5 separate regions of the Sus scrofa genome follow, and all the other regions are linked to region 4. Evidence: chromatin contacts called from public Hi-C, promoter capture Hi-C and targeted proximity ligation data. All regions are on one chromosome and are shown on one strand. The core of a region is the stretch at or near the end of the contact, and the rest is flanking DNA. Distances in the headings are between cores, read along the strand shown.

Region 1 (5,400 bases), core at 611-3,110, 130 kb after region 4:
TCCCAAGCGTGACTTTTTTTTTTGGCTGTGCCCTCAGCATGTAAAGTTTTCAAGCCAGGGATTGAACCCATGCCACTGCAGGAACCCAAGCCCCTGCAGTGACAATGCTGGATCCTTAACCCCTGCTGCACCACAAGAGAACTCCCTATTTTGATATTTAAAAATCCTCAAATTTGTGTAGCAGCTGATAAGTTTTGGCATATGCTATTTTAAACAGTGCTCCAATGGCAGAAAAAAAGTCACAACGCTACTTAGAAAGGTGCACACACACAATACAGATTTTAAAAGTATAAGGGGAGGTTGAGGATAGATACATATATACCTATATACAAATACTTAAAGATTGTTTTTTCTGTCAAAAATTAAATTGACAGAAAAAAGTAAAAAATCAAAAGCATACTACCTTTACATAGCAGTAGTAAATTATACTCAAGAGTTTGCCCTTGATCAAAATATTTTACACTTTAGCTATTAAGAAAGACAAAAGCTATAGCAGAAACTGTTAGAGGCCTCTTTTGCTATGGATTCTTGTTAAAGAACACCAGTATAAAACCATGAAGCTTTAATTTTTATTTTGTTTATATATAAAAAAACATTGTCAGTGTTAACAACATAAGTAAAAATATGTATGGGTAGATACGGTACTTAGAAGTATGAACTTCAGTTCACTTGTAGAATTTTTTTTTTTCACTTGTAGAATTTTTTAAAACTTTCATATTTACTGTAACAGCATATCTTATAGAAGATAGCTGTAGTTGCTGTAGTTTCTTGACAAAGGAGGGGGTGGAGGAAAGAGGGAGATCTCTGATTACTGAGTGCAGAGATCAGGTGTATGCTCCAGGCACCAGAGGGCAAGCTCCAGTTTTAAGTAAAAATGGCCTCAAAACAAGGGTAACACCCACCTTCGTGGGTCTTTGCATAAATCAATGCTGGTCAGCATAACATGAACATCTGAAAATGCCGTGGTCACGGCATATGCACAGATCATATATTTCCTACCGACTGTTATTAATGATTCCTTAAACAATTGACAGAAATCCACAAGCGAGGACTCCTGCTTAAGAAGTGTGTGGATATTTCCTTTAGTTTTAATGTTCTTGAGGGAACCAGCAACCAGCCAAAGTTGGCATGTCTTTTAAAAAAAATTATTGTCTCCCAGTGGCCAGTGCAGTTGGTATTAAAGGCAAACTTCTGCCCTCTGTGCAGATGCTGGGCAACCCTGTGAACAGTGCTGTCCCCCGGAGCGCCCATCACTCATTGTGTGGAGCAGTGTCTTTTTCCATGAGCACTTTGTGGCAGTTCATTCTTTGTATGAATCTGTGAATGGCATATGTCAGGCCAATAAGACGACAGTCCTATTCTGGGTAATAAATAGATGCCTTGTTTTTTTGTTTTGTTTTGTTTTTTTCCTTAAAGATCATGAGACAGACATGCTTGACTGTCTAAAAATTTTCTTTGAAATACAGGTAAAATTTTCAAAAGCAAAACATGGCAATATCTTTGCTCACAGATGATTCCTCTTGGGACAAAACAGATACTTATCATTTAAACAAGCCCCACCTTCAGTGAAAACTCCCTTGTGGAAATTCTGCTCTCTTTGTGGTCCGAGGACTCCTAAAGCTGGAAAGCCTCGTTCGTCTCCTCTCAAGCTCTCCCGTCCCTTCTCTGAACTTAATTGGGAATCCCTGCCAGGATGCACTGAAGCAAACCCCACAATTTGATGTATCTATCTTAGCAAGCCGGGAGCACAGAAGCTGTATTCTGCACCCGCTGCAGCTTTCAGTTCAGAATGGAGTCGGCATCTGCTCTCTCGTCTGGCCTCCTCCTCACACTTGCATGCCGCGTGTCCGGAGCTGGCCTGGCCCCTGGACAGGGGACGTCAGGGCAGAGCCGGGGCTGAGTGGAGTGAGCAATGCGGATGCGTGGGGTGGGGGCCGGGGTAGGGGGGAGGAGAGTGGAGGGCAGATCTGGAGCTGACTGTGCAACTGCTATAGCAGGTCTGACTAGTTTTAGGTGCCCAAAGGCAGCTTTGTTTCTCTAGTAACTCCAGGGAGCAGCAAACCTCAGTTCTTAGAACTAATTCACGTCTGCACTACTATCTTTTTGTCCCTTTGCAGAAACCTGTAGCTTTGCAGAGTTGTTACCTCATTCTAAGCTTTTTTCCCTCTAAAAACCTTCACAGGCAGTTAACCAAAAAGAAGATGCTAGTAAACCAGGCGTTTTTGTGCTTCTAAGGAGTTTCATGTAGAATAGTGAAGGGATAGGGATTCTGGCTCTTCAGCACACACACACTCACACTCACTCTCTCATGTTTATAGTGGTCTGTGTGAACCTGTTGAACCAAAGTAAAAAGTTTTCCTTGATCAGGCCATGGTCAGAAAATTAAATAACAAAGCGTTACTTGCTGCAGATCAACCTTTAGCCCCTTGCTCTGCTCTCCTGGCCGACTGCTTATCATTCCACGCCAGCCTCGGCTTCTGGGCTTCAAGCAGGCCTGCTGGAGTACCCCACCCTGGGGATTAGAAGTGTTGAGTTAAACTCAGAGAATCTGAAAGTCCCAAGGTCATCTCTACACCAGAACAGGTTTGCATAAAATTCTAGCCACACCAATGAGATAACGAGTTGGCAACTGTTTTAATCTGATCCTCCCTTGGTGGTTTATCCCATTTTACAATAATACATGATACAGATTTGCTTTTCAGATTTCTTTCCTTTTTAAAGGAGGGAACTTCCATGTACATGTATACGTCTGTGTTTTCCCTGCTGTCATAGCAAACTGATCTGGCAGAGGAATTTGAGCACCTTAGTCTGTAGCTGATGAAGAAATTTTTGCCACCGCCTCTCTGCGTGTCACCACCATTGCAATCAATAGTCTTTCCTGAACAGTTTTTTAAACAGACTGCTTTTAAAAATATTTGTATAATGTCCAGAAATACAAAATAAAAGAGATTTTACCTGATGATGGTTGTTAGCGATCTAACGGTAGTTGGTGAAAAAAGTCAAAATGTGGATTCTTCTAGTGGCACCTGCTGTCTTGCTTCTGAAGCCCCTAAAGATAGGATGAATGGAATGTTCCAGGGTGGCAGCGGGGTAGAGGAGATGCAGGGTTTCCTTAAAGGTCCCTGAAGATCACTGAAATACGGAAAGGTAGTTTCCTTAAAAAAATAAATATTTATTACAGTCAGTGTGGTACTCTGATTACTTTTTTTTATTTTTTTTATTTATTCATTTATTTATTTGTTGTTGTTGTTGTTGTTGTTGCTATTTCTTGGGCCGCTCCCGCAGCATATGGAGGTTCCCAGGCTAGGGGTCCAATCGGAGCTGTAGCCACCGGCCTACGCCAGAGCCACAGCAATGCGGGATCCGAGCTGCGTCTGCAACCTACACCACAGCTCACGGCAACGCCGGATCCTTAACCCACTGAGCAAGGGCAGGGACCGAACCCGCAACCTCATGGTTCCTAGTCGGATTCGTTAACCACTGCGCCACAACGGGAACTCCTGATTACTTTTATTGTTTTTGACTAAATGGGTAAAGTTCTGTTGACTCATTAATTATCAATACCCAGAGGTCCTTGTGAAGACATACATTTTATCTCAAAATAGCCCCAAAGTAGTTATTTTTTAAAATGAATGGCCACTGAGCTCCTGCCATATAGCACAGGGAACTATATATCTAGTCACTTGTGTTGGAACATGATGGAGGATAATGGGAGAAAAAGAATGAATATATATATTCATTAAAAGTATATATAAAGTCTGTATATAAGGTTTTATATATATGTAAAACTGGGTCACTTTGCCGTATAGCAGAAAGCGACAGAACACATTGTAAATCAACTATAATAGAAAAAATAAAGATCTTTTTAAAAAATGGCTGCCATATTTACAAAGTATCATTCACTGCCCTCAAGTTTAATTTGTATCCTCATCTCTTTTTTCTACTTCGTGAATTGTTCAAGTATATGATATAAAGCTTAAATTATCTTTGTAAAACCTTATCAGGATCCTGCCTAATTCTTAGAATTAACTCAAGTAAACATTCTGAATATGTATGTTGCTTACATGGGACATGCATTTACATAGTAGAATAGTTATTGCCTCCCTTTTACATGACTCAAGTATATTTCTTTTATCTTATAACAAATGTTTATACTCATGTGTCATATTTAGAAATGTGATAATTTTCTTTTAAAGAATCTATTTAGACCATACAGTCTGTTTTGTTTTATTCAGTGAGTATATAAGTAAATAACGTTTCTCTGGTTTTCCTCTTTAGATTGTATATGGAAGATGAAAAGTGAAATATACCCTGTATTTGTGAGGAATATAAAGCATGTCTTTTAAATGATGTTTCCCAGTAATAAAGCATTCCCAATTTGAAAGCAAAGAAGATTAAAAACTAATAATAACCTAAGAAACACTTCCATAAAAACACTTCCTGATGTGGCATACTTAGCTTTTGTTAGTTTTACTCAGAGGCAAAAGCAGGCTAACAAAACCTAGAAGGTAATCTTTTAACTAAGATGCAATTTTATTTTTCCAAGTTTGTCCTAACAAATTATGTTTACCTGTTTTAGTATGTTTTATCTATCTGAGGGCCCTCTTTTAAAAGAATTTTTTTTTAACTGTCACATGCTTTTTTGGCAAAGCATTTGGTTTCTGCCCTAAGCCCCCCCCCATGTTGTTTATTAAGGGTCTCTAGTGTGAGGGGAAAAACAAGATATCTTTGGGGAAAAGATGGTACAAGAGGGTTGAAACCAGAATCCCATCCAAGCAATTACAAGTACATGAGAAAAAAATATTTTCATTATGCACGGGAATGGGGGTAGGGTGAGGCTGGCTGGCCTTTATGGGCATATAACCTTAAGGGAAAGCAATTCAAATCTAAGAATTCCGTCCCTTAATGATTTGAGGCTTTCAATTCAGCATGCTAAAGATGTGTTCCTGACACCAAATTAGTATGGAGTAGCATCATAGTTTTAATGACTACAGTCGTATATTACTTATAAAAATAACATAATAGTTCATGTTTACCAAGTTTCATATGGAAAGATTGATGGTAATAGTTCATCTCTTACAGCCATTATTATCGAACATACAGTATCATAGAACAGCAACTTGTGATTTGAATAGAAAAGGATTCCAGCAAGTTACGCAGTCAGCTTGCTTCATTATCTGTCTGGGTTACATTTTACGATTAAATGGCTCCTCCCCAATATCCTTTATGAAGTTTTCCCATATAACTGCCTGAAAGCATTTCTGCTCGTGTGGAGGTAATTTCCTGTTATTAAAAAGCAATAGGATTATTGAAGGCTTTTCTATCCTAGTAAAATTTCTACTGCTAACCTTCAAACTCAATGTGTGGTTGGAAGGTCCCTATAGGACCCTCACTGCAAAT
Region 2 (5,275 bases), core at 1,414-3,913, 170 kb after region 4:
AACAAAACAAAAACCAGGGACATGGCCCACTGTAGATCCTTGGTAAATGCTGGGACTGTTCTGTGTCTGCCCCTCCATGCCCTTCCTTCCCCTCCCCTCCCCTGTCAGAGCTGAGGGTTCCAGTCCTTCTCTGGAATCTCCACACCCTTTTTCATCCCCACAGTCCCCACTTATTCCATGTCTCTGGGACAGAGAAGGCAGCCCCCGCCTGCACGGTCTCTAGGCCTCTAGTGGTGAGCAGAGGTTGCCCTAGGAACTCACACCTCTGCCCGTGCCCAGGTCGCACCCACTCTCCCTGCCTTTCCCTTCCCTCTCCTGTGAACCCCATGCTCCCCTCCACCATTCCCCACAGCCTTCGTGCTTTCCTGCCCACCCTTGACTAAACCTAATTTTTATTGAGACTTTGTGCCAGGGACCATGCTTCATTTGCATTTTCTCCTGCCACACCTGAAGTGTGCAGAAGTTTCCAAGCCATGGATTAAACCTGCACCACAGCAGCAACCTGAGCAACAGCCGTGACAGTGCTGAATCCTTAACTCCCAGAACCACCAGGGAACTCCTCCATTACTTCATTGTTCACAGGAGGCTTTTTGTTATCCCATTTTATGAGGGAGGAAAGTCAGACTATTTCTGCATAACTTGCCTAAAATTACAGGGCACTACAGAACAGAACTGGATTCTCATGCCATCACGCGCTATGTTTGGTATCATATATCCGACTGTCCATATGCCTGCCCCAAGGAGCTTAAATTCCAGTTGATGTCATTCCTCACAAATGGCATTTTTTATGGCAGAGATTGTTCTCTCAGGGATGGTGCCCCTCCTGTTTAAACCACTCCCATATTGTTGTGGTTCATTTACAGCCTGATTATTCCCATAGGAGAAATACCTGACATGGAATTGCTGGGACAAAGAGAAAGGATATTTCCAAGGCTCCAGACACATCCGGGTTGGCTCTGAACAAACCTCTGCTCCCTCAAACCCTCTCCCAGCCCCAGCCACTCAGGGTACTCACCAACCAGCAGGAAGTCCCCATCCCCTAAGTCCTCCTCTCTCATCCCAACACCCCCTGCCTTTTCAAATGTCAGAAACAGGTAACGGGGTCCTGGGAGATGGGACTTGAGAGACCTGGCCACCAAATCTCCCCATCTCTGATCTGGACTCCAGATTCAGAACTCCAATTTAGAACATCAGAATTACTCCTTTGAGTTAAGGGCGGTGTGGCTCAAAAGTTGCTGGTTGTAAAATGGACACCAGATCTGAGCCTTGTCTGTGACTTACACCACAGCTCATGGCAACGCCGGATCCTTAACCCACTGAACAAGGCCAGGGATCGAACTCACATCCTCATGAATACTAGCGGGGATCATTACCACTGAGCCACAATGGGAACTCCAAGTTATGCATGTTTTTAATTTTACTGAGGACATTATGTAAAAATATTACAGAATATTCTGGGGAAAAAAGACAAAATATCATGGCTACATCTTTTCCCACATTTTTAGGTCAGGGAAATTGTCTCTTTCTATGAAATGGGAACAACCTTTCGTGAACCTTTCGATCAGCATCTTCAAAAGTATCCAACATTTTCTTGGACAGATTTTCAAATCAGCCTATAAATGACATCCATAGCGCAATGGCCTGCGGTTCTCTATGAGAGGACTGGATATATGAGCCCCACCAGGTGCTGGAAACCCCTCAGAGGCCATTGACAATGCGGCCAGAGTGCTTTTCCAGCTCCGTTGTAAACAATTTGGGATTTAATCTAAAGAGATGCTAAGTGGATCAAGTCTTTGAGGTAATTTGTGTCAATTTCCAAGTCACTCCTGGTCATCATTGAAGAAAGCTACTTTTTATTAAAGAATCCCAGGGCTGACTGTAGGAAAGAGCCTCCCGCCAGCCCCCCTCACCAGGCCAATACTCAGCAGAGGCCAAGGACTGCCCAGAACAGCCCGCTAATTGAGGGAACCGAGGCAGGATCGGCGTCCTCAGGGAGCTCAGTCTGGCCTCCTGCCGAGCTGGACGGGGGTGTCGGTGCTCCAGAGCCGCGGTTCTCAAACTTCGCGAACCCCGGGGAGGGCCTGTGAACCTAGCTTGCTGGGTCCGGAGATCCACCGCTGGCCCGAGAGCCTGCACTTCTAAGTTCAAGTGCGGGGGCTGCTGCTGCTGCTGCTGGTCCCAGGGCCGCTTTTAGAGGACACTCGGCCGGGGAGCTCCGAGGGAGGACCCAGGGGCGCGCCCCAGGGAGGAGGGCCGGGGTCAGACCTCGGGGCGGAGGGCGCGGACGCCAGGCCCTACCCGAGAAGGAAGCGGCGGAGGCCGGAACCGCGGGCGGCGGCGCGACGACTGGGGCCGGGTGACACGGGGCGGCGGGCGCCTCGGCGGCGGCGGCGGGCAGAAGGCCCCACGGGCCACCCAGGGCGCGGGCGGCCCGGCACGGCTTCCCCAGCCTCTGTGCCCACTGCCCGGAAGGGAGACAAAGGCGCCACGGGGGATGGACTGGAGCGTCCCTTCTGAATGTCCAGACTGGCTGGGTCCCTGGCTCTCAAACACTTCCTTCTCTACGGCTGCCTGTCGCTAGCGCTGGGCTCTCCTCCCAGCCCAAGGGGGAGGGGAGGGAAGCGAGAGAGAGACAGAGAGAGACCCACAGGCACCCCACCCCACCCCCGCAAGACCGTGGGCCTCTGTCAAGAGCCTTAGATTCTATGCCCAGGGCAGCTCCTCACAGCCACGTGGCCTTTAACAGCTCACCTCGCCTCACTGGCCTCAGTTTCTCCTTCTGTAAAGCAACTGCATTGGAGATGGTTGCTGAGCTTCCTTCCAGCTCTAGAGAGCTAGGATTGCCCACACTGACCGGTGAGAGACAGATAGTGGAATGGGGTCCGGGTGCGAGGGGTAACAGGGGTGTGGGCAGGCAGGGGCTGCGAGGTGCTGGAGGGAAGGAAGAGAGAAGGTGGAGGGGGCCTCTCAGGCACCTTTGCCAGCTCCACTCCCTCATCCTGGCCTCCAAGAGTGGGGCTGGCAGAGTCCCTACATCAGGAAAGGCCCCCACGGGAATCCCCTCACTATCTTGCCTAGTTTGCAGCCTGGTTTGCTGGGGGATGAGAGAAGGAACAGGAAGGAACACGCAGGTTGGACTGGAAAATCCAGCTGGGCAGGCGACAGCTGTGACTGTACCTTACACTGGAGGTTCAAGCCTTGCTTGGCCCCGTCCCTGCAGCACAGGCCCTGCTGGACCTTGGGCAGCCGGGTCCAGGGGCGCGGCTGCCACTGAGCTGAGAGCTCATGAGCAGAAAGTCAAATAGCGTTTAGATTTGAGACTGCACACATGTGCTTCCAAGACTGTGTGGAAATGACTTTATTTTCAACTTAACTCCATCTTCCTATAGATTTACTCAGTGAGTTCAAAGATGCTAGTTCTTAATTTATAAGCTCAGTGGCAGCTTCCAACACATTAACCCAAAGGCCACCCCTGCCCCCCTCTGCAGGAAGCAAAGCTCCCACAAAATGTCCAGATGGTTCGGAGAAGTGTGTAAGACAGTCTGGTTGCAAGTGGCAGAAACGCCTCTCCCAGTAGCTTAAAGATACATATACCTATATGATATATAGATATAGATAGTATTTTATATGCATGTTTGGCTCACAGAGTCTAAATAAAAGTTAAAAAGTAGTAGGAAAGACAGGGATGCTGTTACATTCTGAATGTGATAAGACTCTTTGGTGCCAGCTCCCAAGCTTAACAACTTAAAAGTCTGCCTGCAACTTTTCTTCAAAAATTTAAAGCAGGGGAATCCTCAGCAAACCACACAGAACATTTAAGAAAGGTCTGCCAGAGGCCCAAGGCTTCACCAGGCTCAGGGCTGTGGAGAGGCTCTTCTGGACCTGAGCCTGTGCAGGGCGTGGGGAGCCCACTTATTGGTAATGGTTCCAAAATACAAACACCTCCACTGCCTTGGACTGATGAAGCCCACATAATTCTCAGGCTGGGACCCACCAGCCAGTTCTGCCAGAGAGCTGGGACCAGCCAACTGGGACAGCCTCCAGGAAGGGCTGGCCATGTGAGCATTTGACCTCTTCAGCAGAAGTGGTCAAAGCCACTGTGTGTGGTGGCAAGGGTTGTGCACTGCAGCTCCAGAGGTGCCATTTTGCTGTTGATTCTGTGAAGGCGCCCCCTGGAGTTCTGCAGTGCACAGTGCAAGCCAGAGGCCTTCCTGTTATTCAGGACAACCACGCAGTCTGGTGATTGTAGAAACAGATTAGAAATTATAGCATTTGGGAGTTCCTGTTGTGGTACAGAGGAAATGAATCTGACTAGGAACCATGAGATTGTGGGTTCGATCCCTGGCCTCGCTCAGCGGGTTAAGGATCTGGTGTTGCTGTGAGTTGTGCTGTAGGTTGCAGACACAGCTCAGATCCCTTGTGGCTGTGGCTGTGGCTGTGGCCAGCAGCTACAGCTCTGATTTGACCCCTAGCCTGGGAATCTCCATATGCTGAGAGTGTGGCCCTAAAAGGCAAAAAAAAAAAAAAAAAAAAAAAAAAAAAAGACATAATGGCATTTGCAGCAACATGGAATGACCTAGAAATTATCATGCTAAGTGAAGACAGACAGTGAGACACCAATGTCATATGCTATCATTTATATGTAGAATCTAAAAAAAGGGTACAATGAACTTTGCAGAACAGATACTGACTCACAGACTTGGAAAAATTTATGGTTACCAAAGGAGACAGGTTGTGGGGGGAGGGATGGGCTGGGGGTTTGGGATGGAAATGCTGTAAAATTAGGTTATGATGATTATTGTACAACTATAAATATAATAACATTTATTGATTTAAAAAAAGAGCAAGAAACAGAGTTTGCTGAGGTACCTGCACACACATGGCCCCGTCAAAAAGATGCCAGGCGATAGTATGGTGATTTGATTTCTCTGGGGTCACACTGCATTCTCAAAGTGGGGTGCCCTGGCTATTGTGGTAGATGCAGATGGAAGCCTGGCTTGGAGCCCCACCTGCCCTGTGAACCACTGGGGCCCGTCTGGCAGCAGCAGGGAACATCCCAATAGTGGACCAAATCCTGAATTTGTAGTTGGAAACCCCAGGCTTCAGTGACAACTGAGCCACATGGCCTTGGTCAAGCATCATTCTATGTAGTAGTTTCCAGGGACTGAGTAATAAATTACCACAAACTGGGGGGCTTAAAACAACAGAAATTTATTCTCTCACAATTCTGGAGGCCAGAAGTCCAAGTCAGGGAGTCGGCAGGGTTGGTTCCTGC
Region 3 (4,671 bases), core at 1,640-4,139, 210 kb after region 4:
TAAATACATGCAGTCATCTTTGTACTTACCAATCCTGCTGCATACATGGGCACTATGACAGGCTGCTTCTTATTGCCCGTGAAGAGCTATATACATACATCAGAGAGAAAGAACATATATTTAGAGAATGATCTGTCATACCATGAAACAGTTTCAAAAATACACGTATGATGCTTTATTACATACATTGTGAATGGCAAATTGAAGAAATGTCAAACTGCCCATATGAGGGTTATATTTCTGGCCTTCTAGTTCAATTCTTTAATTTTATAGTTAAGGAAAAACAATGAAATGACTTCTGATAAAAGTAAGAAATATTGGAGAAAAATCTAGATAGATTTATGCTTTAAAATTGGCATATTCAAAATATATGAACATCTGAACCAATTAATGTTTTTTTCTGAGGAACTAGTTTCTTACAATTTGAACAGAAGTGTGACAGAATTTTAAAAAACACATAGGTTGATTAAAGGATTTTCCAAGGCACTAATAAACTCACAATGTTTCGAGTGTCTATTCCCAAGGAGCACAAAAGCTTCTTGTTGCTATGGGAGCCGCCCCACTGATATCTCAAGCCATGTGCATCATGGATATCCTGCAGCTCGGTCCATACATCCAGCAGTTCTCTGCAAAGGGCATGATGAAGCCACCAACAATGGGTTACCAATAGCTTTCACCATGAATTCTACTTTTAATGTGACTCTGAAATTTTATACATTCCAATTACTCTTGTGCCTAACCTAAATATACAACTACTATCTGAATGAAATCAAGAGCAAATATTTCTAGTCATTAGCAAAGAAACTAAGTTAAAGTCATTTGAAACAATGAAGCAAAAATTTAGCCTGTATGCTATTCATCCTCTTCTTTTTTTTTAGCTATGCCCTGCAGCATATAGAATTTCCTGGGCCAGGGATCAAACATGTGCCATAGCATTGATCGAAGTGGGACAACTTGAGATCCTTAACCTGCTGCACCAAGAGGGAACTTCAGTACGTTATTCTTTTTTAATTGTAAAACAAAAATATTTAAAAGAAGGAAAGAAATCACCCAGCATTCCATCATCTTACTAGGGCTATTTAATATTTGCTTTCTCCTTGAGTCCTAATCCACAAACACACAATTGCAATTATAGCATATGTATAATTTTGTATTCTTTTTTCAGATTTTAAGTATTTCCTCATCCACATATATATCTTTTTCAATGGCTATATAATGTTCTATTGGATGAACGCATCATCCTTTATTTAGCAATAATCCTACAGTTGCTGCTTTTTTGGCCATGCCCACAGCACGGAGGTTCCCAGGCCAGGACTCCTGGTAAAAAATGGAATGGCCATTTTGATAGGTTTTATCACAAGTAAAACTACATTCACAGTTTGCTGGAGGGTAGGGGAAAGACTTATAGATGAAACAGAGGCAATTCTTCTTCTTTTTTTTTTTTTTGCTTTCTAGGGCCATATCTGTGGCACATGGCGGTTCCCAGGCTAGGGGTTGAATTGGAGCTACAGCTGCCGGCCTACGCCACAGCCACAGCAACTCAGGATCCAAGCCGCATCTGTAACCTACACCACAGCTCATGGTAACACCAGATCCTTAACCACTGAATGAGACCAGGGATTGAACCCACAACCTCATGGTTCCTAGTTGGTTTCGTTTCCGCTGCACCACAACGGCAACTCCAAAACAGATACAATTTTTAAGTCCAGGAAAAAGGTGTACTATAAAGAAAATAGTGGCTTAGCTATGAACATTATTTACATGATTATACTAATGAAAATGACAAATAACAAAAACCATAGCCAAAAACTATGATATACTGGAAAGACAAAGGGAGGAGAAAAGCAGATGTAAGACCCAGATTCTCATCTATCATGCTAGGAAATCAAAAAATAATATGTAAAACTGACTGATTAGAATACTGACTTAGAATTTTTTTTTCTTTTTAGAGCCACACCTGTGGCATATGTAAATTCTCAGGCTAGAGGTTGAATCAGAGCTGCACCTGCTGACCAACACCACAGCTATAGCAGTGCAGGATCCGAGCCTCATCTTCGACCTACACCAAGGCTCGCGGCAGTGCTGGATCCTTAACCCACTGAGAGGCCAGCGACTAAACCCATATCCTCATGGTTATTAGTCGGGTTTGTAACCCACTGAGCCACAAGGAGAACTCCTTAGAATTTTTTCAAAAAGGTCAAAAATAGAAAAGTAGAGAGTTTTTTTTAACTTTTTTTTTTTTTTTTAGCACTATGATTTTTAACACAATAATGTTTTAGAACCTTACTGGTTTAAGATAACCTTAGATAACCTTATAAATTAGAACAGCTGAAACCAACAAATATACATGCTATCTAAAAAGTGCCTACTACTTACCCACTTTCAGCTAAGGCCTCTCTTGTTTTTATTGGCAAGGTGCTTGTTTCTAGCAAGTGCTTCAGGGAAGTAACTTCTTCTTCAGTATCAGGGACAAATATGGAAGGAAAACATGCTTCAAAAATTCGCTCCAGGCGGTTTAGTAAAGCTGTCTGCATCAAAACACAAAGTTTATTTTCACTTTTGTAATTTAAATAATGTCATAACTTTGTCATTAACACATACACACACACAAACCCCCAGATACCCACTCCTTGTCCACTACTATGGGGCAGAGGAGCTACCAGTCAGATATAAAAAACACTAAGTGAAAGAAGCATAACCACTCATAGAACAGCTTTAAGTAATTGTGGTAATACAGTGGTGACAAATAAATGCCAAACAGAGTTCCTGTTGTGGAACGAATCCAACTAGTAACCATGAGGTTGCAGCTTTGACCCCTAGCCTCCCTCAGCGGGTTGGGGATCTGGAGCTGTCGTGAGCTGTGATGTAGGTTGCAGATGTGGCAACCTAGTAACCATGAGGTTGCAGCTTTGACCCCTAGCCTCCCTCAGCGGGTTGGGGATCTGGAGCTGTAGTGAGCTGTGATGTAGGTTGCAGATGTGGCTCATCCTGCGTTGCTGTGGTTGTGGTGGAGGGCTGGCAGCTATAGTTCCAATTCAACCCCCAGCCTAGGAACCTCCATATGCCACGGGTGTGGCCCTAAAAAGCCAAAAAAAAAAAAAAAGAAAAAAAAAAGTCAAGCACTATGCTTGGCACTTTATAAACATTATCTTACTTAATCCACCAAAAATTCTACAAAGAAGAAATTACTATCCCATTGTACAATCTCAAAGTTTAAATAATCTGCCCAAATAATCTGTTTTGCCCAAAGCAAAAAAAAAAAAACAAAACAAAACAAAACAAAAAAACAAACCAAAAACCAAAAACCAAAAAAAGAAAAAAGCAAAATAAACTAGACAGTATTCATATTCTTTTTGCCACACTGGGATGTTTCTTACTACCACTCACATACTATATATTTAGAACAATAAGACTGGATGCTTACAAAATGTATTATGCTATTATAGTTGAACAGAATCTGGACAAAAACATTTGAATTTTGAAAGACTTTTAGAAATATCTCTGCTGGAGTTCCCGTCGTGGTGCAGTGGTTAACAAATCCGACTAGGAACCATGAGGTTGCGGGTTCGGTCCCTGCCCTTGCTCAGTGGGTTAAGGATCCAGTATTGCCTGTGAGCTGTGGTGTAGGTTGCAGATGCGGCTCGGATCCCGCGTTGCTGTGGCTCTGGCGTAGGCTGGCGGCTACAGCTCCGATTAGACCCCTAGCCTGGAAACCTCCATATGCCACAGAAGCAGCCCAAAGAAATAGCAAAAAGACAAAAAAAAAAAAAAAATCTCTGCTGCTAACAGAACAACTAAAGTAGGAAAGAATGCCTCAGTTTTTACTACGAAATTCAATACCTCATTTATCATTTTGATGATCTGCTATCTTTTAGAAATATCATTTTTATACTGTTCTATGGCATGTATATATGTACTTCTGAATAGCACACTGCTGTACCTTCAAGCAAAGTCTGCATATTCCCTAGAATATTTTCATTGAGAACACTGGCATTTTGGAGTATTCTTATTAATTAAAACTTGATGGATTTAGATTAACTTACATTTTCAGGGTATCACTAGATTTAGTCTACAAGTGCAACCTACAATAGCATTTATTCCCACTTTTCTAACTTTATTTCAGATACATGTAAAATATTTTCAATTTACTACTTTAAATATCAATTAGGAATACAAACTATGAAGTTAAAGCTTGTGGAAGGATTAAGTATACTACAGAAGTGACACCTAGTGTAAAAGAAAATGCCAAATCATGATGGTACTTTCTGCCAAGTGACAAAAAAAGTTAATGCTTGATTTGTTGTTTAGTATTGTCAGCAAAAAGAACAATGGAAAACAAAAGGAAACATTTCCACATACATATTTTCCCAAACAAAATCTCTTTTGGAAGCAGTATCAGCAAAAAACTTAACACTCCGTAATTAGTCTCAGGGTACTCTTCTGCTATCGCTACAAAAGTTACTCTAACACCTTCATTATATTCACATGTGCGATATGGGAAAAGGTTCTCAGTATCAATTATGAAACCTACAGTAAAGAGTAGACTCAAGATCCCAAGGCTTGTGAAACTTGAGTGCATCAAGGGGACCCAGTGTTACTTGTTTCAACAGAGGGAATGGACAGACATTACTTTTAAAGGGATCAGATAACCATCTAATTGGAAACATGATA
Region 4 (4,770 bases), core at 1,048-3,547:
GGTTCTGAAAAGGACAAAGCTGCCAGTTACCCTCACCTCCTTTCTTTCTTTTTTTTTTTTTTTTGTCTTTTTGCCTTTTCTAGGGCCGCTTCCGCGGCATATGGAGATTCCCAGGCTAGGGGTTTAATCGGAGCCGTAGCCACCGGCCTACACCAGAGCCACAGCAACGCAGGATCCGAGCCGCGTCTGAGACCTACACCACAGCTCACGGCAACGCCGGATCGTCAACCCACTGAGCGAGGCCAGGGATCAAACCCGCAACCTCATGGTTCCTAGTCCGATTCGTTAACCACTGCACCACGACAGGAACTCCTCACCTCCTTTCTTAATCAGAGGGCCCTTCCTCTCCTTTGGATGTTGTTAGGTTCCCCCACTGGGGGTCCCCGGGGTTACCTACCCCCCCATCATTTCTGATGTCATCTAATTAGTGCTATGCTCAGGCCCCTCCCAACCTGAGGGTCAGCCCTAGCAGAGCAAAATGCCTCCTGGACCTGTGTAATGATTGCCTAACTCCTACCTCACCTCCAACAACTCACATCCATTCTCACCTCCAAATATTTTAGCTGCAAAAATTTTTTGTTAAAATTTTAACTGGTCTTTTGCCTGGCTTTTTTTCAGGTCTCAAGTCTAGGAGCTGTTTCTAGTTTGCATAGTTGATAAAGGACTGTACTTTGTACCCCAGACTAGACTCAGAAGAGGCAAGTGCTCAGCCATTTCACAGATGGAAACAAATGCAAAAAGATAACCAAGCAGATGGTGCTTAATAGGTAAATTAAAGATGCCAGTATCCTGACTTTCAAATATTGTATCATCAAATTTAGCTTAAAAATAAGTGTTTTCAGAGTTTCTGTTGTGGCTCAGTGGTTAATGAATTTGACTATCATCCATCAGGATGCAGGTTCAATCTCTGGCCTTGCTCAGTGGGTTAAGGGGTTGCTGTGAGCTGTGGTGTAGGCAGGCAGCTACAGCTCCAATTCCACCCCTAGCCTAGGAACCTCCATGTGCCTTGAGTGTGGCCCTAAAAAGAAAAAAAAAAAAAAGTGTTTTATGTGCCTGTGTTAAATCCATATTCAGAGATCTAATTTGAAATTATTTTTTTCCCTGCATACCTTTTTTTTTTTTTTTTTTGTCTTTCTGCCTTTTCTAGGGTTGCTCCCACAGCATATGGAGGTTCCCAGGCTAGGGGTCCAATCGGAGCTGTAGCTGCTGGCCTACACCATAGCCACAGCAACGAGGGATCCGAGCCACATCTGCAACCTACACCACAGCTCATGGTAACACAGGATCCTTAACCCACTGAGCGATGCCAGGGAACAAACGCGCAACCTCATGGTTTCTGAGCCACGACGGGAACTCCCCTGCATACCTTTTTATTGTAAGCAAGCCCAGCACCCAAGACGTTACAGAGGTATGTGACTTTTTTTCAGCTAAGATGGCTTGACCTATATATAAGTATAAAAATCCCGGTTAGCCCAGACTCTCTTAAAGTGGAACTATAACACATTTCCCTGAGATAAAATGCCATGAAATCCTCTTGGTTTTTCTTTTTCCAGGAACCCTTTAGTCCAAAGGGGACAGGACTTAAGGAAACGGAAAGAAAAAAATCGTGCAAATGTGAAAAAAAAACCCAAAACAAAACCGTGGAAGAAAAACAAAGGAAGAAAGACTCAGAATTGAAATAAAACCAACACAGAAGAAAAGGCAGGGGAAGCCAATGGAGTCGCCAATCAGAATCAAGGAACTGCAAGATCTGCGCGCGCACGTGTACACACACACACACACACACACACACACACACTCTCTCTCTCTCTCTCTCTCTCTCTCTCTCTCTCAAGAAAAGGTGCAAAGGGAACGAAACTGTATGTGTGTGGAAGAGAGAGGGAGGGAGAAAAGAAAAGAAAAGAAAAGAAAAGAAAAGAAAAAAGAAAAAAGAGAAAGGTAGGCAAGAGGGAGATTGAAATCTAGACCGGGTCAGGCTGGAAGAACAGGCAGGGTAAGACCAGAGACTGGGTGGGGAATCCCAGAACGATCTGTTTACGAAAAGATAGGCCTATGGAAATTCCACAAGTGACTTTTGAGATTCAGATCCGAAATAGAAAAGGCTCCAAATCACACACAGTCCCTGTGTATTTCAACCGCCTGCTGAGGTTCCATCTAGATTAGAGGAAATTCTCCCTGGCCTTGAACAGACACTTTTTGAGATTTTTAGATTTCAACAAATCTAAATATCCTCCACGTGGCCTCCGACTGTGCCTGGGGGGCCGGGCAACCGCCGCGGTCCCGCCCAGCCCGGGGACCCGCGGGAGCGCGCGGCGCGCGGAGGCCGCCCCCTCGGAACTCCCCTCGCATTGTCTGTGCGCCGGGGAGTCTCCGCTTCCCGGGCGCGCTCGGGGTTATTGTTCTTCTTTCGCCCAAGGGGAGGCGGGTGGGATGGGGTGGAGGAATCACCAGGCTGGAGGGCGGTGGCGGGGCCCGGCTGCCAATAGTGCAGGGGCGCCTCGGTCCTGGGACCCTGTGCCTCGGGGTCGGCCTGAGGCCCCCTGAGGTTGGGGAGGCGGGGGCGGGGGAAGGCGAGTGCCGCTGGGCGCCTCCCTGGGCTCCTTCCCGCAGGTCCCCAGCTTCTGCCCGGGAGCAGGAAGCCGGGCGAGTGTCCCGGTGCAGTGGTGTGGCTCCCGCGGCCGCCTAGGCGCTTGCAGCTCGGGGGAGGGACGCTATGACGCACCCTCCCGGTATTGGAACACTTCACCTTCTATTTATAGACACTCCTCCGACCGCAGACCTAGCTAGCCCTAGCTCTCCTTTCCTCCGTGGTAAAGGAAGGAACGAAAAACCCTACCTAGAATGGAATAGCTCCTAATACGCAATGACAAGAATTCTACTTTGCTCATTCCTGCATAATTCCAACTATTACTTGCAGGTCTAGGGAGCTCTCTCAGTACAGGGAATCTCCCAATTTTCTGAAACTTTAAAACCTACACGACTTTATTTTACATGTCTCTTAAACATGTCAAATTCTTCTCTTGTGAGTTCATGAAATATTCGCCAAGAATTTGCTCAAACTGGTTAGGAGGAAAACCCAATGAATTAACGGAAAAGATGTTTCTAGCTGGCTTTCTACATTTGCTAAAAAACAGCAATTCTAACCATAAAATTTATTCAGAGAGGAAGCATGTAGAGGGAAAATATTGCACATTTCAAACAAAAGCCAAGTTTGTCTTAGGTTTTTGTTTTTGTTTTTGTTTTAAATTGGGGCTTTTAGATACACACTTTACGCTTTTAGATGTACACCATCCATGTAATTATAGGTGATTAAAAATAATTCTTACCTAGTCATAGTAACATTTGCAGTAATTAAAACAGGGGATTTTTTAAAACTGTAATTTATTTCTCATAATTTGGTTGTTTGTGCTGCAGTCAACACTAAAGAGGAAGCATGATCATTATCTTTCATCTTGGTTTCTATTCAGTTTCACTTTCCAAACTCCGGAGTCGACCAAAGAAATACTGTCCTTTACATTTAAGAAAAAAGACATATGTGAATATAAGCATTTTTATATGCCTTTTTAAAAGACTTTAGAGCAACAAAATTGAGAGTGCGGAGATTTTCTGTTAGCCCGCAGGAGAGAAGAAAAGATGGTCAATTGGAACAGTGAAGTCTCAAGCAGGTTTTGTTGACCAGAGGAGTGGCCAGGAGCCCTGAGAATGGAGAACTCAGGCTCCCCGCTGATCAGGGAGAGCTAGGTTTTATAGGGCAGGGGTTGAGTACTGAGTCACGTAGTTATGGGATGGTGGTGGGGATCTGGTCAAGGTGATACGTTTAATTTGGGGGGGGGGGGCTCACCATCCGAAAATGGAAGTTCCCAGCCTAGGGGTCGAATCAGAGCACAGCAATGCCAGATCCAAGCCACGTCTGCCACCTACACCATAGCTCATGGCAATGCCAGATCCTTAACCCACTGAGTGAGGCCAGGGATGGAAATGGCATCCACACGGTTACTAGTCAATTCATTTCCACTGTACCACAACGGGAACTCCCAACAGTTTTAATCTTTAGCTGGCCGGAAGGCTATCTTTGTTTTAGGGAACTCAACCGTCCAGATGGATCTGTCCGACAGTGTTCTGAGGTGGCGACAAGTCCGGGCTGGAGCGGATCTATAACTCATGATGACACTTTTATGGCTGCTTTGTTGCTCAGAGTTTCCACCTAAGATTCTTCCCTGTTTTTAATAGGAAAAGGGGTGAAGGTCTCTTCTTCTGCAGCTTCTTCCTGCTGATCAGAGGCATCAGTTGGGGGGTAAGGGAATCTGGTGGTATCCGTAGTTCTGTAAAGCCAGGATCAAGTTGACTCGCTTGTCTGTGACTGATTCAGTGGTTCTCCGAAAAAAAGAAGAAAACATACGAAACGGGCAGCCCAGCCATTAGGAGAAGGAAGAGAAAGATGAGAGGTGTGTGAATGGGGGCAGAAGGCCAGAAGCCCTGGGCCCCCTGTTGTTGGAACCAGGTTGCTTGTTCTCTTAGGCGTTTTATGCCTTCTCTGACCAGTCCTGATTCGTTTTTGTTTTTTGCTTTTTTGGGGCCACATCTGAGGCATATGGAAGTTCCCAGGCTAGGGGTCCAATCGGAGCTATAGTTGCAGGCCACAGCAACAACAACAGCAACTCAGGTTCTGAGCCGCATCTCCGACCTATCCACAGTTCACAGCGATGCCAGATCCCCAACCCACTGAGCGAGGCCAGGGATTGAACCTGCATCCTCATGGATACGAGTTGG
Region 5 (5,153 bases), core at 2,334-4,833, 250 kb after region 4:
ACCACCTCCTTACAGGGTTGATATAAAGATTAAATGAGTTAATATATTGCATATAAATTACTTAGAAAAGAATCTTGCTCACAGGAAGTAGTGTATATATCAATGTTAGTAATTACCATACAAAGTTGCAAAGGAATCTGTAATTCTGTATATGCATATGTAAGTATATATATATTAAGATTAATTACCAAAATGATTTGCATATATAATTCATATAACACCAGATCTTTTCAAAGTTGTGTAAAAACTAGAAATATTTATGAATTTCAGACTGGAAAGGTCCACAAGCCTACTTAAAGAGGAACTGAAAGTGTTAAGCATAGAGAGAAAAAGATACTTTTCGATTAACAAATTGTAGGTTACGTTAAATTAAAATATAAACATTTGATTTAAATAATGTATGAGTGTTTAAAAATACCTGAATAATGTCCTCCTTTTATGAGTTTTTGAGTATAGGCTTGGGAAAGAAGGGATAATCTCTCAATGTGATGCTATTCAAAGACTTCTTAGACTGTTAAAGGAGGCACGTTAGATTTCACACAAAATCAAACATTATTTGAAGAATTTCACTATTTTTCTGAACCAGTTTTTAATTGTAAGTAGAAAAAAATTAAAATTTAAAATGATGCCATAAGATAGGATTCACCTAGATTATAAGATTTTCATAGACAACTGATTTCTGCAAAATTCATCAATGCAATTGTGGACAGATTTTCTTTGTTTTGATTATAGGGTTATTTTTATAACAGTCTCTAGGTCAAAGATCAGAAAACATCAAAACTTAAAAGTTCTACATATAAAGTGAATTTTAATGAATTTCTTTCAAGAGCTTTTTAAAGATTTATCTTTGCATTTTATAGATAGCTATAAAAAGCATCTACGCTTTGAAGATCAATTAATATAGCTAATGATACATAAAGAGGAATTCGACCCAATGACCATTTAAAAGGTGCTATTTACTGGGTTAAATTTTTACACAGGGTCTATTTTTTAATCCATGTCAAATACCTTCATGAACAAAATTTAGAAGATATTTTGTTTAAACACATGTTCTTCTGCAAAGACTTAAAAATGACTACTACAAAAGCCAACATTTAAATTGACAAAGCATATAAAATATAAACTATAGATCATACCAACACGATAGCGTTGAAACAGTTGTTTCCCTTAGAATTCACCATATATCTATGCCTAAAAGGTTAACCAGCTAAATGTAAGCTTAAGCAGCAATTAAATGTAACATCAAGGATGAAACTGTCTCCTTTTCCTATTCTACCAAAAAACGAAAAATGTAGCTGGTGAAAAGGAAGATTAAGTTCAAAAGTAAAGTTTTACTTTTCTTCTCCTAAAGTGAGAACTCCGAGACAGAACCGCTGCTTTTGTTTCATCTGCCCCCCCAACCCGCCCGCCCCCAGTAAAACGTTTCCACGTATGGGTTAGTCCTTCCTTCGGCCCCAATAGAAGTATTCAGTAGGAAACCAAGCTGTAACTCGCATTAACCAACAAGAGAAAAACCTAGTCATTCTCAGTACTTTCCTAATGATGAAAGGATCCCACCACTCTTCACCCTATACTCTGTTCCCTGTCCAAACAAGACGTAGCACCTGCCTAACTAGGCACTTAAAAAAAAAATGGTCCAACTTTTCCAACGCAGTCTGGGGAGGGGACGCAGACGATTTCTTGAAGAGTGCAAGAAAGGAACAGAAAAGGTCCTCTCAGGATGGGATGCATGAGTTTGGGTGCCGTCTCCTCTGCCTGTTGGAGGATTCGAAAGCCGCTTGCTTTAGAGACCCTGCGAAGCAGCAGACTCTGATCGCGGCCGGCCTCAGGCCTGGGCGAAGCAGGCAGTGTTTACACCTGTCACGAGGGAGGGGGAGGGAGAAGGAGGAAGCCGGAGCAAAGCCCCAAACTTCTCCACAAGCTCCCGGGAGGGAGCGGCCGGCGCAGAGCTCAGGGCAGGTGGAAGTGGAGGGGCAGGGCGAGCCGCCGGCAGCCGGGGACGTGGGAAGGGCTCTCACTTTCCTGGCCGATGCCCGGGATGGCGAGAAGGGGGCCGTGCGCTTCCGCGCCGCCGCCGGCGTCCCCGCACCCGCCGCGGAAAAGGACAGAGCCCGAGCCCGGAGCCCGCAGGCCCGCAGAGCCGGCACCGTCCCCGCAGCCCCCGGCTCCGCGACAGGCAGGTGCCCCCGGGCCGGGCGAGGGTCCAGCCGGCGGGCTGGGCCGGCTTCCCCATCCTCTTTCCCCCGCGCGATGGGGGAGCGGAGCGGTGGCGCTTACCTGGCTCGTCCGGGGCGGCTGCGATGGGCATGGCTCAGGGGCCCGGGGAGGAACTAGCTCCCCGGGGAAGGACCGGCTATTCCGACGCGGAGCTGGTGAAAGCGGAAGGCAGGCTGCTCACAGCCCTGTCATCGAAGCAGCGCCATGGACGCCCACCCGGAGTTTCAGCGCTGCCGCGAGACCCCCATCCCATTACCCTCCGCCCTCTTCCGCCGCCGCCGCCGCCTCCACCTCCTCCTCCGCGGAGACCCCCCGCCCACTCCACACACTCTCCCATCATGCAGCGGGGGAACCGCTGCCGCCGACACGTCACTTCCGGGCGCAGGTGGCTAGGTCGGGGCCGGGCGCTGGTGGGTACTGGGGGGTTGGGGGGAGAACACTTGGGGGGAATCAGTGTCACAGAACGCTTACCCCTGCGCAGGCGCCGTCGAGCAGAGCGCCGGCCGCCATTTTGGGTGCGGGCAAGCTGCCCTTTTCCTTGACTTCCTTGTGAGTCATCGAGGTGGGTGGGGGGAAAGACGCCCTCCTGCACTCCGCCGCTCCTAAGGCTGCGCTCCCGGCGAGGGACAGGTGCTCCTTAGCCGGCTAAAAGTCAACGTTCAGCTCAGGACCGAGTTAAGTCTCTTGCTCTGCAAGGAAAATTGCGAGGGTTTTAAAATACGGAACTTTATTTTCTTCACCAAAATCTGCTGGAGAGCACTTATCAGCTTGCCCTTTTCGCCCCGAAAAACGACTTTTTCGTTCAGAGTTCCTTCCTCTTTTTAATTTAAGCTGACAGAAAAGGAAGCTGATGTATAACAAAGAAGAGGTAAATCAAAATGAGAAGCAAGAGGAAAAGCAGCCGCCGAACTGACAAATCGTCTTTGAGACCAACAAAAACAAATAAAATTGGAGGATTTTGCTAACGGATAGAGACGGTGGTCGTTTTTCATAGATGCTGCGAGAGACTATTCGATGAAACTATAAAGAAATCAATCAACTCCCGCATTTCTTTAACAGAGGTCGTAACATTTTTCCATCATCAGTCTTGATCATTTGCATTTTTTATAACCTTTCCCTTTCATCTATAACGAATTTCTGTTAGAATTCCGGCCACTGTAAAAACAAGACTGCAAGGCTGCACAGATTATTGTTACCATCGGGAATGATGAGGCCGAGGTCCTATCCCGCAATCATGAGCCCTTCCGAAGTGCTTATTCTGCTCACTTTTGCCAAACCTACACCAGCAATTTGAATAATTTAAAACAATTCCAATACAGCAAAGCTCAGCAGTTACGCAAAGAAAACAAGGATAGAAAACACCCTCTCAGCCACAGAGAAGCGTCCACCTTCTTTGAGTGGAGGAATTATACAAATCAGGGGAAGATAGGGACAAAAGCAGTTCATCACAGTTTATCCCGCCTCTGCAATGTTCTAGACAAATTAACTTGGAGCACTGAAATAGACCTGCTTTTGTCTCTATACAACTCAATCGCTGTAAGATATACGCAGACTGCAGCACTTAAAATTAGAATACCAATTGCTTTGTGGCGGTGCTGGATTTTTTGTTATTGCTCAGTCACTAAAGCAAGAAAAATATCTATATGGCTTGTCAAATTTATTCTTATTGTATTTCGCCCCCTGCTGGCTTGGCTCATTGCAAGCTTAAAAATATAAACCTTAAATATTGTATTTATAAATATAAGCTTATAAATATATCGCTATAAATGTTTATTTTGACCAGGAAGGAAAGAAACAAAAGTGTGTGTGTGTGTGTGTGTGTGTGTGTGTACACTGGAAGTAAATTGATTTTAGAGGAACACATGCTTGTCCTAATTTGATAGCTCTACTAAACAGACATATCAGAATAAGAACATATGACAAAATCCTAAGGCAGACCCTACATCGAGAATATGTTAAAACTGAAATAATAAATTTAAACATAAAAACATTAAAAAAAACTGTGCTTTCAGAATAATATTCCCCTAATTTTATGCATAACATGATTAAAAAGTGTTTTTTTTTTTTCAGGTAACTGCAGAAGCCTATTTTATTCACTTAAGGACAACAATTCAGAAATTTATGAAGTTGAGTCATTAAGTCACTCTTTGGTCAGCAACCACCCAACTTGTAATTTGTAATCTTACACATAATTCTGAAGACAGCATTCCAATGCTTATGAAATGGTACTACAAAAAGAAAGCATCTCTGAAAGTTTTTAAGATGATGAATCTGGGGGAAAATACTTATTAAAATTCATTGCATTTGGATCCAGTGGTAGTATTGTTTTTCTTTACTTTTAAAAAATACGACCTTAACTACATTACTTAAGATTTTGTATCAAGAAAAGAAAAATTAAATCTTAGTTTTTTCTCCTGTGCAGACTTTTTACAAAGTTGTAATCATAATGTAAGCCAATTTTGTATCCTTTTTTCACTTAATATTATGTTGTAAGCATTTCATCCTGATTACTTAACATTTCATAAAACTTTGATTTTCATTGCATACATAATATTCAATGGAGCAGACATACTGTGATTTATCCATTATCCTATATGTGGGTATTTTCCACAATTACAAATAATACTGTGCTGATGTACATTTTGTGTTGTGGCTTTGTCTAATTTTATGAGTTTTTTCTGTATATAAAAATGATTTTTTTTGGTTGTGCCCATGGCAGGCGAAGTTCCTGACCCAGGGATCGAATCCACACTACAGCAGTGATCAGAGCCACAGCAGTTACAGCCTTAGCCTGCTTAACCCGCTGAGCCACCAGGGAACTCTCAGTCAATATAAAAATGATTGAGCCAAAAGGCTGTAAATGTTTTATTGGCACTTTATCTCATTTTCCAAAATCTTATACCAATTTATACCACCACCAGAAATACAGAATATCC

What was found. Promoter capture Hi-C pulls out the DNA fragments that hold promoters and counts their contacts. Hi-C and Micro-C count contacts between places; a contact is called where the count stands out from the background.
Region 1: a contact with region 4 is called in a Hi-C map of retroperitoneal adipose tissue, with 2.1 times the contacts expected there. A contact is called at or near these places in 15 of 47 Hi-C or Micro-C datasets (alveolar macrophages, embryonic fibroblasts, fetal liver and 6 more) and 2 of 2 datasets of targeted methods (alveolar macrophages and skeletal muscle).
Region 2: a contact with region 4 is called in a targeted proximity ligation map of alveolar macrophages. A contact is called at or near these places in 1 of 5 promoter capture datasets (liver), 2 of 47 Hi-C or Micro-C datasets (fetal heart ventricle and retroperitoneal adipose tissue) and 2 of 2 datasets of targeted methods (alveolar macrophages and skeletal muscle).
Region 3: a contact with region 4 is called in a targeted proximity ligation map of alveolar macrophages. A contact is called at or near these places in 2 of 2 datasets of targeted methods (alveolar macrophages and skeletal muscle).
Region 5: a promoter capture Hi-C map of fetal liver shows a contact between it and region 4, with 4 times the contacts expected there. A contact is called at or near these places in 2 of 5 promoter capture datasets (fetal liver and liver), 12 of 47 Hi-C or Micro-C datasets (alveolar macrophages, brain, embryonic fibroblasts and 7 more) and 2 of 2 datasets of targeted methods (alveolar macrophages and skeletal muscle).

The regions. Positions count from the first base shown.
Region 1 is chr3:77,296,026-77,301,425 of Sscrofa11.1, forward strand. The region is part of intron 1 of SERTAD2 (SERTA domain-containing protein 2); the gene reads left to right. Among named protein-coding and RNA genes, the nearest start is that of SERTAD2, 110 kb to the left of the region's middle.
Region 2 is chr3:77,331,813-77,337,087 of Sscrofa11.1, forward strand. No RefSeq gene overlaps it. Among named protein-coding and RNA genes, the nearest start is that of AFTPH, 88 kb to the right of the region's middle.
Region 3 is chr3:77,375,877-77,380,547 of Sscrofa11.1, forward strand. AFTPH (aftiphilin) reads right to left here. Exons shown (of 10, transcript XM_021087452.1): 3 at 2,377-2,528; 4 at 500-626; 5 at 30-86. Among named protein-coding and RNA genes, the nearest start is that of AFTPH, 45 kb to the right of the region's middle.
Region 4 is chr3:77,166,079-77,170,848 of Sscrofa11.1, forward strand. It overlaps LOC102160963 (a long non-coding RNA gene), which reads right to left. Exons shown (of 4, transcript XR_002342636.1): 4 at 1,280-4,770. Among named protein-coding and RNA genes, the nearest start is that of SERTAD2, 24 kb to the right of the region's middle.
Region 5 is chr3:77,419,271-77,424,423 of Sscrofa11.1, forward strand. AFTPH (aftiphilin) reads right to left here and starts at 3,584. Exons shown (of 10, transcript XM_021087452.1): 1 at 2,689-3,584.